Regions from separate parts of the Xenopus tropicalis genome. Here region 2 is linked to region 1. The links are chromatin contacts, called in public Hi-C maps. All regions are on one chromosome and are shown on one strand. The core of a region is the stretch at or near the end of the contact, and the rest is flanking DNA. Distances in the headings are between cores, read along the strand shown. Region 1 has its middle 18 kb from the start of krt17. Region 2 holds the start of krt12.3 (keratin 12, gene 3).

The links. Hi-C and Micro-C count contacts between places; a contact is called where the count stands out from the background.
Region 2: a contact with region 1 is called in a Hi-C map of neurula embryo, with 2.9 times the contacts expected there. The contact joins the promoter of krt12.3 here to the enhancer-like site in region 1. A contact is called at or near these places in 2 of 5 Hi-C or Micro-C datasets (brain and neurula embryo).

Annotation. Positions count from the first base shown.
Region 1 is chr10:7,604,095-7,609,350 of UCB_Xtro_10.0, forward strand. No RefSeq gene overlaps it. Among named protein-coding and RNA genes, the nearest start is that of krt17, 18 kb to the right of the region's middle. Within about 2 kb of position 1,502, at least 5 of the 11 cell types and tissues checked have an H3K27ac peak or open chromatin away from gene starts, as enhancers often do. A contact at or near this core is called in neurula embryo, where this site is marked.
Region 2 is chr10:8,017,786-8,023,085 of UCB_Xtro_10.0, forward strand. krt12.3 (keratin 12, gene 3) reads left to right here and starts at 1,927. Exons shown (of 8, transcript NM_001016659.2): 1 at 1,927-2,346; 2 at 2,786-2,868; 3 at 4,077-4,233; 4 at 4,353-4,514; 5 at 4,981-5,106; 6 at 5,207-5,300. The coding sequence starts at 1,939.

The DNA.
Region 1 (5,256 bases), core at 252-2,751:
TGTAGGACTGGCCAGACTGGTGGGTGAGTGAGTGTAGGACGGGCCAGACCGGGGGTGAGTGAGTGTAGGACGGGCCAGACCGGGGTGAGTGAGTGCAGGACGGGCCAGACTGGGGGAGAGTGAGTGTAGGACAGGCCAGACCGGGGGTGAGTGAGTGTAGGACAGGCCAGACTGGGGGTGAGTGAGTGTAGGACGGGCCAGACCAGGGGTGAGTGAGTGTAGGACTGGCCAGACCGGGGGTGAGTGAGTGTAGGACTGGCCAGACCGGGGGTGAGTGAGTGTAGGACTGGCCAGACCGGGGGTGAGTGAGTGTAGGACTGGCCAGACCGGGGGTAAGTGAGTGTAGGACAGGCCAGACCGGGGGGTGAGTGTAGGACAGGCCAGACCGGGGGTGAGTGAGTGTAGGACTGGCCAGACCGGGGGTGAGTGAGGGTAGGACTGGCCAGACTGGGGGTGAGTGAGTGTAGGACTGGCCAGATCGGGGGTGAGTGAGTGTAGGACTGGCCAGATCGGGGGTGAGTGAGTGTAGGACTGGCCAGACCGGGGGTGAGTGAGTGTAGGACAGGGCCAGACCGGGGGTGAGTGAGTGTAGGACAGGCCAGACCGGGGGTGAGTGAGTGTAGGACTGGCCAGACCGGGGGTGAGTGAGTGTAGGACTGGCCAGACCGGGGGTGAGTGAGTGTAGGACTGGCCAGACCGAGGGTGAGTGAGTGTAGGACTGGCCAGACCGGGGGTGAGTGAGGGTAGGACAGGCCAGACCGGGGGTGAGTGAGTGTAGGACTGGCCAGACTGGGGGTGAGTGAGTGTAGGACAGGCCAGACTGGGGGTGAGTGAGTGTAGGACAGGCCAGACCGGGGGTGAGTGAGTTTAGGGTGAGTGTTATGTAGTTGCCCAGCTTGAATGTATTGCAATATAGGGACAAACAATCCCTGTTTTGCTTAAAGGGGAGGGCATTGCTCGGCAAGAGTGCGAGTGCAGAGGGGCTCTTGTTGTTGTCTCTTTCTGTCTGTCTGTCTGTCTGTCTCTCTCTCTATGTATACACAGGAATGGGACCTGTTATTCAGAAGGTTTGGAACCTGAGATTTTCTGTATAAGGGAATCTTTCCATAATTTGGATCTCCATAAGATAACTCCATAGTCTGCTAAAAAACATTTGCACCAGTGCAAGGGCCAATCAGTACCAATCAGATACTTTTATTACCATAACTGGACTCGACCGATCAAAGCTAAATTCTGATTGGTTGTTATGTTAGAAGGCGCTGCTTATACATGTAACTTATTAAAGGCCCCACAAGATCTGTATATGTGCATGCATGGGGGTTTGATGAGGACCCCTTTATAGAGCTGCCATTTACACAGAGCAGACCCCCCGAGACCTTGAATACAGAGCATAACACGGTTATATTCAGGCTGGAACCTGCCCTACTCCTTCCCCTCCTTCTCCCTGGGGCTGGGGTGTCACTATGTCAGACATGATAATTACAGCCTGCCGGTGCCTGCCCGAGCCGAGCGGCCACATTCCTGGCACACCCAGCGCTGCAACATTGCACAGACCTGTCTGTTCCCACCTATACGCTCTGCTGTGCCGATACAGGCCGGGAACTGCCCATATACACTACAAGGTTGCTGAGCCCCCCAATAATCCCCCAAGTCACCCCCAGTACAGTGCAACTGTGCATCCCACTAGGTTTAGTATCCCATCAGCAAAAACTGGGGCAGGGGTTTGGGCATCACTTCATTCTCTCTCTGCCCCCTTGGGTGCCGTAATGGCTCTAGTTGCCCCAGAACTGACTTTGCAGTCGAATATCTGTGCCATTTACAAGTATTCAAACCCAGACGCTTTCCTCTTGCTGCTTCCCAGCCCTGGCCGGAAGCCATTGACAGTGGGTGGGGGGGGAATAATAATATTTATATTTGCTAGGGGGAAGGTGGCCCACGGCCCAAGTACATTTCAGCCATAGACGATCATCATTTTGCCAAGGAGCCTGGTGCAAGTGCCAATGACCTGCTTGGCAGCACTGTATTCATGTGGGTGGGCCAGAGGTGCATAGGGTGCCCTATCTGCCCCCAAATTTACTGCCTCCTTAATCCCTATGGCAGGCGTTGGGTACATTGCATCCACAGGACTTTGCTTTGTATTTTGCAATGGATTTAAGGGCTGTAATGCCCTATAGTGTGCAATAAAGGCATTTTAAATACATAGGTGCGGTGCTGTTCAAAATCAATTTTCTTCTTGCAATGGCTTTGGCCACAAGGTGCAGGCCAGTGCGGGCCGGCCCAATTACCCACAGGTTGGGTGGGTTCGGGCCGACCTTGGCTGGTCATGGGCGGGTTTGGGTTAAGCTTTTGTGCCTGCTCTCCCTGCCCGGGACCTTATACTGGCAGCTTGTGCCTCTGGATTTATAGGTGTATATATATGTATATATAGGTCTATAAATAGAGAGGAGAAGCCAGGTTGGGCAGAGTTTGGGTTGGGTATAGTTTGGGTTGGGTATAGTTTGGGTTGGGAGGGGGCAGGGGTGCTGCTGCCATGAGTTTGAGACACCGGACAAGTAACAAAGTGCGGCAAAGAGCCCCTCCTGGTAAATTAAAGAGCCGAAATTCTGATTTTTAAATCAGAATTTTGGCTCTTCTAGTGCAGAAAGTGCAGAAACACTCTCTAGAAGAGCCGAAATTCCAATTAAAAAATCGGCATCAAAATCGGCATCAACTTGGCCACCTCTGGGGGCCAGGACCCCTGGGAGGGGTGGGTTAGGGTTGGTTGCCGGCCAAGTTTTTCTCGATCCGCTCATCACCAGTGCAGCGATCACTTACATCCGCTGCCGAAAGTGCTCCGTAAATAAGCGCAATAAGGGGCTTGAGTATGTGGCCCTTAGTGTTGTATTAATGAGCCCTAATATCAGTTCGGGGCTGCGTGGGCAAGCAGGGGCCCCAGTGTAGTAGCCCCTGGGGGTCTGACACAGCCCAGTCTGGCCCTGCATCTGTCTTATAAGGGATTCAGCCCAGTTACCATGCAGAGATTTAGAGAAAATGCAATGTTTGCACTCTGCACTGGGCTCCCATCATCAGGCAGGTTAGATTGTAAGCTCCATGGATCATGGATGGATGTGAATGATTCCAAGCACAATGACAGTACTGACGGACAGACATCTCTGATACAGACAGAGATAATTCTAAGACTTACCCCCATATGTAATAAAAGGCACTAAGTTTGCCCAGGAGCAGTAACCCATAGCAACCAATAAGAGGTTTGCTTTTAAACAGGTGTCCAGTAAATGCTACCTGCGGATTGGTTGCTATGGGTTACTGCTCCTGGGCAAACCTAGTGCCTTTTTTTTTATATAACCCCGCTAATGTCTTGTGAAGACCAAAAAAGAACAGAAGAGCCAATAAAATTAATCAAGGGGACAACAATGTGTTCCTGTATAGGAATTGTATCAGTGCCCTGGGCATCTTTTCTCTCTGAATGTAATTGATAATATAAGGTTATATAATTATATATTATGGGATTATGTCACTATTTATTGAGCCTGCGGGATTGGTCGAGGCTGTCTATGGCATCTTACAGCAGCCCCTTTGGCATTTGCCAGTTTGCCAGTCGGGGCCTGCTGCCCCCTAGCCCCTTGTCAGTGCTAAACCAGGCTTGATCCACCTCCTTACCCTACCTGCCACCTACTGCCCCCTTGTGGTGGTGTTCAACCCCAACTGGAAGACACCAATTATTATCCCCCCTCATTTATTTGGTAAATCTTGGCCATTTTGCTGCCCATTTCATAAGATACAACCCCAACCCACCTGACCTGCCCCCTTCAGTGCATCAGTGAACCCAGTTCTCACCAGGCCCCCTAGTGTTCACCTTAGTGTTAACACTTTTTTCATTATATGTGTTCTTTTTTTATATTATTTAGCTTTGTATGTAGCAGCTCTCTAGTTTGGAATTTCAGCAGCTATCAGGTTGCTAGGGTCAAAATTACCTTAGCAACCAGGGAGTAGTTTGAATAAGAGACTGGAATATGAATAGGAGAGGGACTGGATACAAAGCTAAGTAAGTAACAGTAACAATAACAATAAAACTGGAGCCTCAGAGAACAATAGTTTTTCGGCTGCCGGGGTCAGTGACCCCCATTTGAAACCTGGAAAGAATCAAAAGAAGAAGGTTAATAATTCAAAAACGATAAAATATAAAGACTAATTGAAAAGTTGCTTTGAATTGGCCATTCTATAACATACTATGTAAAAGGCACTAAGTTTGCCTAGTAACCCATGGCAACCAAAAAGACTTTTAAACAGGTGACCAGTAAATGCTTCCAGCTGATTGGTTGCTATGGGTTACTGCTCCTGGGCAAACGTATTGGCTTTTATTACATCACCCCCTAAAATGTAATTTAACGGTGAATTACCCCTTTGATGAGTCCTAATATTAGATGATTCTGTATAGATATTAGTGTGAAAGATTAATACCAGAGCTACGGAACCCACACTTATATTGTAGGAATTAATCCAAAAGGCCAGTGTAGTCCCCTGGGCTGGAAATAGCTGCTCAGAATGACAATACTTTGCTGAATGTAACAGATACGACACTCCTTGTGCGACTGGTTTCTATTGAGCTATAGGAATCTAACACCAGATAGAGAAATGATGGCTAAGCACTTACTATGGGCATGTTACAAAAAACAAATCCCTGCTCCTTATGGAATATGACTCGTCGCTGCCACCTATTGGGGAAACGGAGAACTGTAACATCCCTTGGCAAGAAATGAATCCCATAATCCCCAGCAGAGGGCGCTCCTGGAAAAGGTTTGATCTTCAATAAGCCTCAGTGTATTTATACTGTCTTCCTTGCCTGTGGGTTCTAGTGTTTTAGGTGAATTACATGGGTCACTACTTAAATTTACCCAGCAGCATTAGCCTGCATACTGTATTTTTTTTTTTATAAATAAAAAGGGGTTGTTCACCTTTGATTTAACTTTTAGTATGGTGTAGAGAGTAATATTCTGAGACAATTTGCAGTTGGTCTATTTGTGTTTTTTTAAATTATTTTACTACTTGTTCAGCAGCTCTTCAGTTTGGAATTTTTCTGCTATCTGGTTGCTAGGGTCTAAATTATCATAGCAACCAGGGACTTGCCAAGGTAGAGTTGCAATGAGAGACTGGAATGTGAATAGGAGAAGGTCTGAATAAAAAGAGAAGGAATAAAAAGTAACAATAACAATAAAACTGGAGCCTCACAGAGCAATGGTTTTTGGTTGTTGGGGT
Region 2 (5,300 bases), core at 677-3,176, 410 kb after region 1:
AGAGGAATGCTGCTCTGTATTCTTTTAATTACTGCCCCCCCCCCCAGGCCTGGATCAACCTGTCCAACTGGAGCAAGTTCTGCAGCACCCTGGCCTCCTTCACATAATTGTGATGAGTTTTATCTAACCTAATTCCATTCATTTAATTAATTACTGCAGTTTGACTGGACTATAAAATTGATTTATTGTCACTAATCACTACTGTTAATTATCTAAATACAGTTGTGGGGCCTGCGTTCCAGAATGCTCGGTACCTGGAATTTTCCGTAATCTGGATCTTCATACTATACATTAAACCCAATAGGGCTGTTCTGCCCCCAATAAGGGGTAATTATATCTTAGTTGGGATCAAGTACAGGTACTGTTTTATTATTACAGAGAAAAGGGAATCATTTAACCATTAAATAAACCCAATAGGGCTGTTCTGCCCCAATAAGGGGTAATTATATCTTAGTTGGGATCAAGTACAGGTACTGTTTTATTATTACAGAGAAAATGGAATCCTTTTTAAAATGGAGCCTAGAGTACTTGGCCAGAGTACTGTCTGAGCCAACATGAAAGGGAAGCCGAGGCTTTATACCTGGCCAATGGTCGGTGTAAGTACAGGGTTCTCTTGAATGGGGCAAAACCATGGATGCAGGACACTTGTAATTAGCAACCCCTTGCTTGTAATTAGCAAGGGGTTGCCTAAACTACAGGACTGTGGCCAACTGGAATTGGGGCTCTCCAGCCCAAAGGGAGTGTAATATAGTACTTTAAAAATATTGTTGTAATTATTGACATCATTCCTATCAGTCCCTGCCCCAGTGAGCTTACAATCTAAGGTCCCTATCCCATTCCCATCAGCCCCTGCCCCAGTGAGCTTACAATCTAAGGTCCCTATCACATTCCCATCAGTCCCTGCCCCAGTGAGCTTACAATCTAAGGTTCCTATCACATTCCCATCAGGCCCTGCCTTAGTGAGCTTACAATCTAAGGTCCCTATCCCATTCCCATCAGTCCCTGCCCCAGTGAGCTTACAGTCTAAGGTCTCTATCACATTCCCATCAGTCCCTGCCCCAGTGAGCTTACAATCTAAGGTCCCTATCACATTCCCATCAGTCCCTGCCCCAGTGAGCTTACAATCTAAGGTCCCTATCACAATCCAATCAGTCCCTGCCCCAGTGAGCTTACAATCTAAGGTCCCTATCACACTATGGCAGATATTCCATGTTTGATATTACATAGGGAACTGTTCCGATTAATGTAACAGCTCCATTATGACAAAGAGAACATTAGCTGATTGAATGATATCTATAAGTGGTTATAATGACATGAGTGTAGCTTATACTGTACTGGCCCCTAACTAGATATTCAGGCCTTACCTGTTTGCCCTTGCATAACTCACCTCTAACTAACGCTGACCCCTGTGACATTAGGAAAATTGCTGAAGATAATTTAACATGTTCCCTCGTGCCTTTAAAGTTTCAAAAACACTCAAGTTGAAAATAATGTGTTTTTTTTTTTCTATTATACGACAACGAAAATATTTTGGGGGGAAAATTAAAAATCATATGTTATTTCACTCATTTAGTTTCCTATAAATTGTAGTGAATTATCACGGAAAGAAGAAGAAGAAAAAAAAAAAAGCTGGTAGAAGGAAGCCTGGGGCAAGGTGAGAGTGGGGCTGCAAGAATTTACCCCTCCCAGTTTGTAACCAAGTTAACAAACACCCTGGGGCCACATAACTGAGAGAGATGGATAATTGCATTGGATCAGCTTGGTGACCTGGACAAAAAGAAAAGAATTTTCCTTATTGGAGGCCGTCAGGTTGGGGAAAGGACCACCCACCCCAGCAGGGGTATATATATGCGTGGTCTGGAAGCAGAAAGTTGCATCCTTGCTCTCTGCTTTGTCCTAGCTGACTTGTCGGAGAATATCTACCAATAAACAGCCATCATGACTTCCTATAGGTCCAGCTCTGCTTCATACTATTCAAGCTCATCCGGCAAAGGTGGCTTTGGAGGCAGCAGCTATGGAGGCAGCAGCTTGGCAGGCAGCGGCTTTGGAGGAGGCTTTGGCAGCGGTGCAGGCTCTGGCTTCTCATCCTCTGGGGGTAACTTTGCCATGGCGGCGGCAGCCAGCTCCAGCTTAAGCAACTTCGGTGGAAATGAAAAGCACGCCATGCAGAACCTCAATGACCGCCTTGCTTCCTACCTGGAGAAGGTCAGAGCCCTGGAAGCCTCCAATGCCGACCTGGAAGGGAAGATCCGCACTTGGCACGAGAAGCAAACAGGCACCGGCCTTGGAGCTGGGTCTAAAGACTACAGCAAATATTTTGAGATCATCAGTGAGCTGAGGGGCAAGGTAGGTCTTTTTTTAATCTTTTTGAAACCTTAACTACGCCATCTTCCCAATATATTTAGGTTTGAACAGAATATTTCATTCATTTTAGATTCTTAATTTATGGCCGGAGAGTTTTGGTTTTATCCATTTATATCAACTAATTTACACACGTTTCAACATGTCACTGTATTGATAAATGGACAATAACGGTTGTAAATGTTTGTTGAAAATCAGGCCTTAATTGAATTAATAGCCTCAGTTACATTAACTAAGAGAAACTATTGATGTCTGTGTGATACTGGCAAGTTGTCCGTCCCACTTAGTTATTTAGACACGCCCATAGTCTAAACCGTTGCCTGCCCAAGGCATGGGTGGGGATATAGCCCTATGTACCAACAGATATACAGAATGCACATTGGGAGCAAAAAAAGTCTAAAATCTTCTTCTTAATGTTTTCTAGATCCACGGTGCAACTGTTGATAACGCTACAGTGACCCTGCAAATCGACAACGCCAGACTGGCTGCTGACGACTTCAGACTTAAGTAAGTTCAAAACAATTTAATAATAAAATATCAGCAAAACTCGGGTGTGGTTTCTCCAAGTAGAGCAGGGTGAGGGCGTGGCCAAAAAGGTCCTCCATTGTTCTTTGAATTGTAAATCCTCGGCTATTCATAGGGGTGTTGTTTATACCTAAATAACGGTCATATAACCCATATAACCCTAACATGCATTTAGGAGTAGCTGCTACTAATTATCTGTAACATTATTCTCATCCTTTTTGTAGCCCCAGTCATTAGTTCTTTCCAGCTCCAGTGGAATTTACAATATAAAGTTCCTATAACATCTTATCAGGAGCCAATTACCCTGATTTGAGCTTTTGTAGTGTGGGAACAAACTGGTGTAACTGGAAGAAACCACAAAACAGCCACGCATAATGCCTACTGCCCCAATCTAAGGTCCCTATCACATTCCCATCAGTCCCTGCCCCAGTGAGCTTACAATCTAAGGTCCCGATCACATTCCCATCAGTCCCTGCCCCAGTGAGCTTACAATCTAAGGTCCCGATCACATTCCCATCAGTCCCTGCCCCAGTGGAGCTTACAATCTAAGGTCCCTATCACATTCCCATCAGTCCCTGCCCCAGTGAGCTTACAATCTAAGGTCCCTATCACATTGAAACCACAAAACAGCCACGCATAATGCCTACTGCCCCAATCTAAGGTCCCTATCACATTCCCATCAGTCCCTGCCCCAGTGGAGCTTACAATCTAAGGTCCCTATCCCATTCCCATCAGTCCCTGCCCCAGTGAGCTTACAATCTAAGGTCCCTATCACATTCCCATCAATCCCTGCCCCAGTGAGCTTACAATCTAAGGTCCCGATCACATTCCCATCAGTCCCTGCCCCAGTGAGCTTACAATCTAAGGTCCCTATCCCATTCCCATCAATCCCTGCCCCAGTGAGCTTACAATCTAAGGTCCCTATCCCATTCCCATCAGTCCCTGCCCCAGTGAGCTTACAATCTAAGGTCCCTATCCCATTCCCATCAATCCCTGCCCCAGTGGAGCTTACAATCTAAGGTCCCGATCACATTCCCATCAGTCCCTGCCCCAGTGGAGCTTACAATCTAAGGTCCCTATCACATTCCCATCAGTCCCTGCCCCAGTGAGCTTACAATCTAAGGTCCCTATCACATTGAAACCCCAAACCAGCCATTATTGTTTCATAATTATTATTTTTTTTCTTCTAGGTTTGAGAATGAGCTGGCTCTTCGCCAGAGCGTGGAGGCTGATATCGCTGGCCTGCGTAGAGTCCTGGATGAGCTGACCCTGGCTAGAGGTGACCTGGAGATGCAGATTGAGAGCTTGACTGAAGAGCTGGCCTACCTGAAGAAGAACCATGAGGAGGTGAGATGGCAGGACACATACATGCACATTTCCCAATAATGAAACCTTCATAGCGCTATATGATACTAAACCTCTCCTTAAGGTGTAATGCTAACTTATACTTCGATTTTGTTGTACAGGAGATGATGCATGCCAAGAGCCAGAGCGCCGGAAAAGTGAGTGTTGAGATGGACGCGGCTCCAGGCGTGGATCTGACCAACATTCTGAATAACATGAGAGCTGACTATGAAATACTGGCTGAGAAGAACCGCAGGGATGCAGAGTTGTGGTTCACCCAGAAGGTACCCTTTTGTTATTATAAATCAAGCAATTACAATGTGAGACCTTCATTCTTTTATCATGTATTTGTAGCCTTTCTGCACGCATCAGTCTATCTCTAGAGAGGCCAGGCTCTTGTAGTCTCTTGGCAATTTAGACTAACATGAACCTAGTATTCAAGTATAGTCTTCTTGCACATACTAGTGATGAGAATACAACAATAATGTGTTATGATAAAGGCCAAAGCATGGCAAGACTAACCTTGGAGCACTTGATGCAGGACTGATAGTAGAAGTGGGAGTTTAAACAACAGCAATGCTTACATAGGAGGTCAATTTGGGATAATATGTGTCTAGAAATGTGGAATCTTTATATAGAGAAGTCTGTATGTAGAGATGCAATGAGTATACATAATGGAGAGAGAGTTTATGTTCTAGAATGCTTCAGTGGATTCCCTTTAGATCTAAAAGCATCTATTTATTATTGCAGAGCGGTGAGCTGAAGAAAGAGATTTCAGTTGGGGTTGAACAAGTTCAGGCCAGCAAGAGCGAAATCACTGAGCTGAAACGGTCACTTCAGAGCTTGGAAATTGAGCTGCAATCCCAGCTGGCAATGGTAAGTCATAACCTAACCTTTCAAGAAAATGTATATATACCGGCCGTGTCATTTAAGAACAAATCACTAAACAACCATGTTTTCCCCCTATCCTCCCCAGAAACAATCAGTTGAAGGCAACCTCAATGAATTACAAGGCTTCTATTCAGCGCAACTTCTGCAGATTCAGAACACTATCAGCAGCCTAGAGGAAC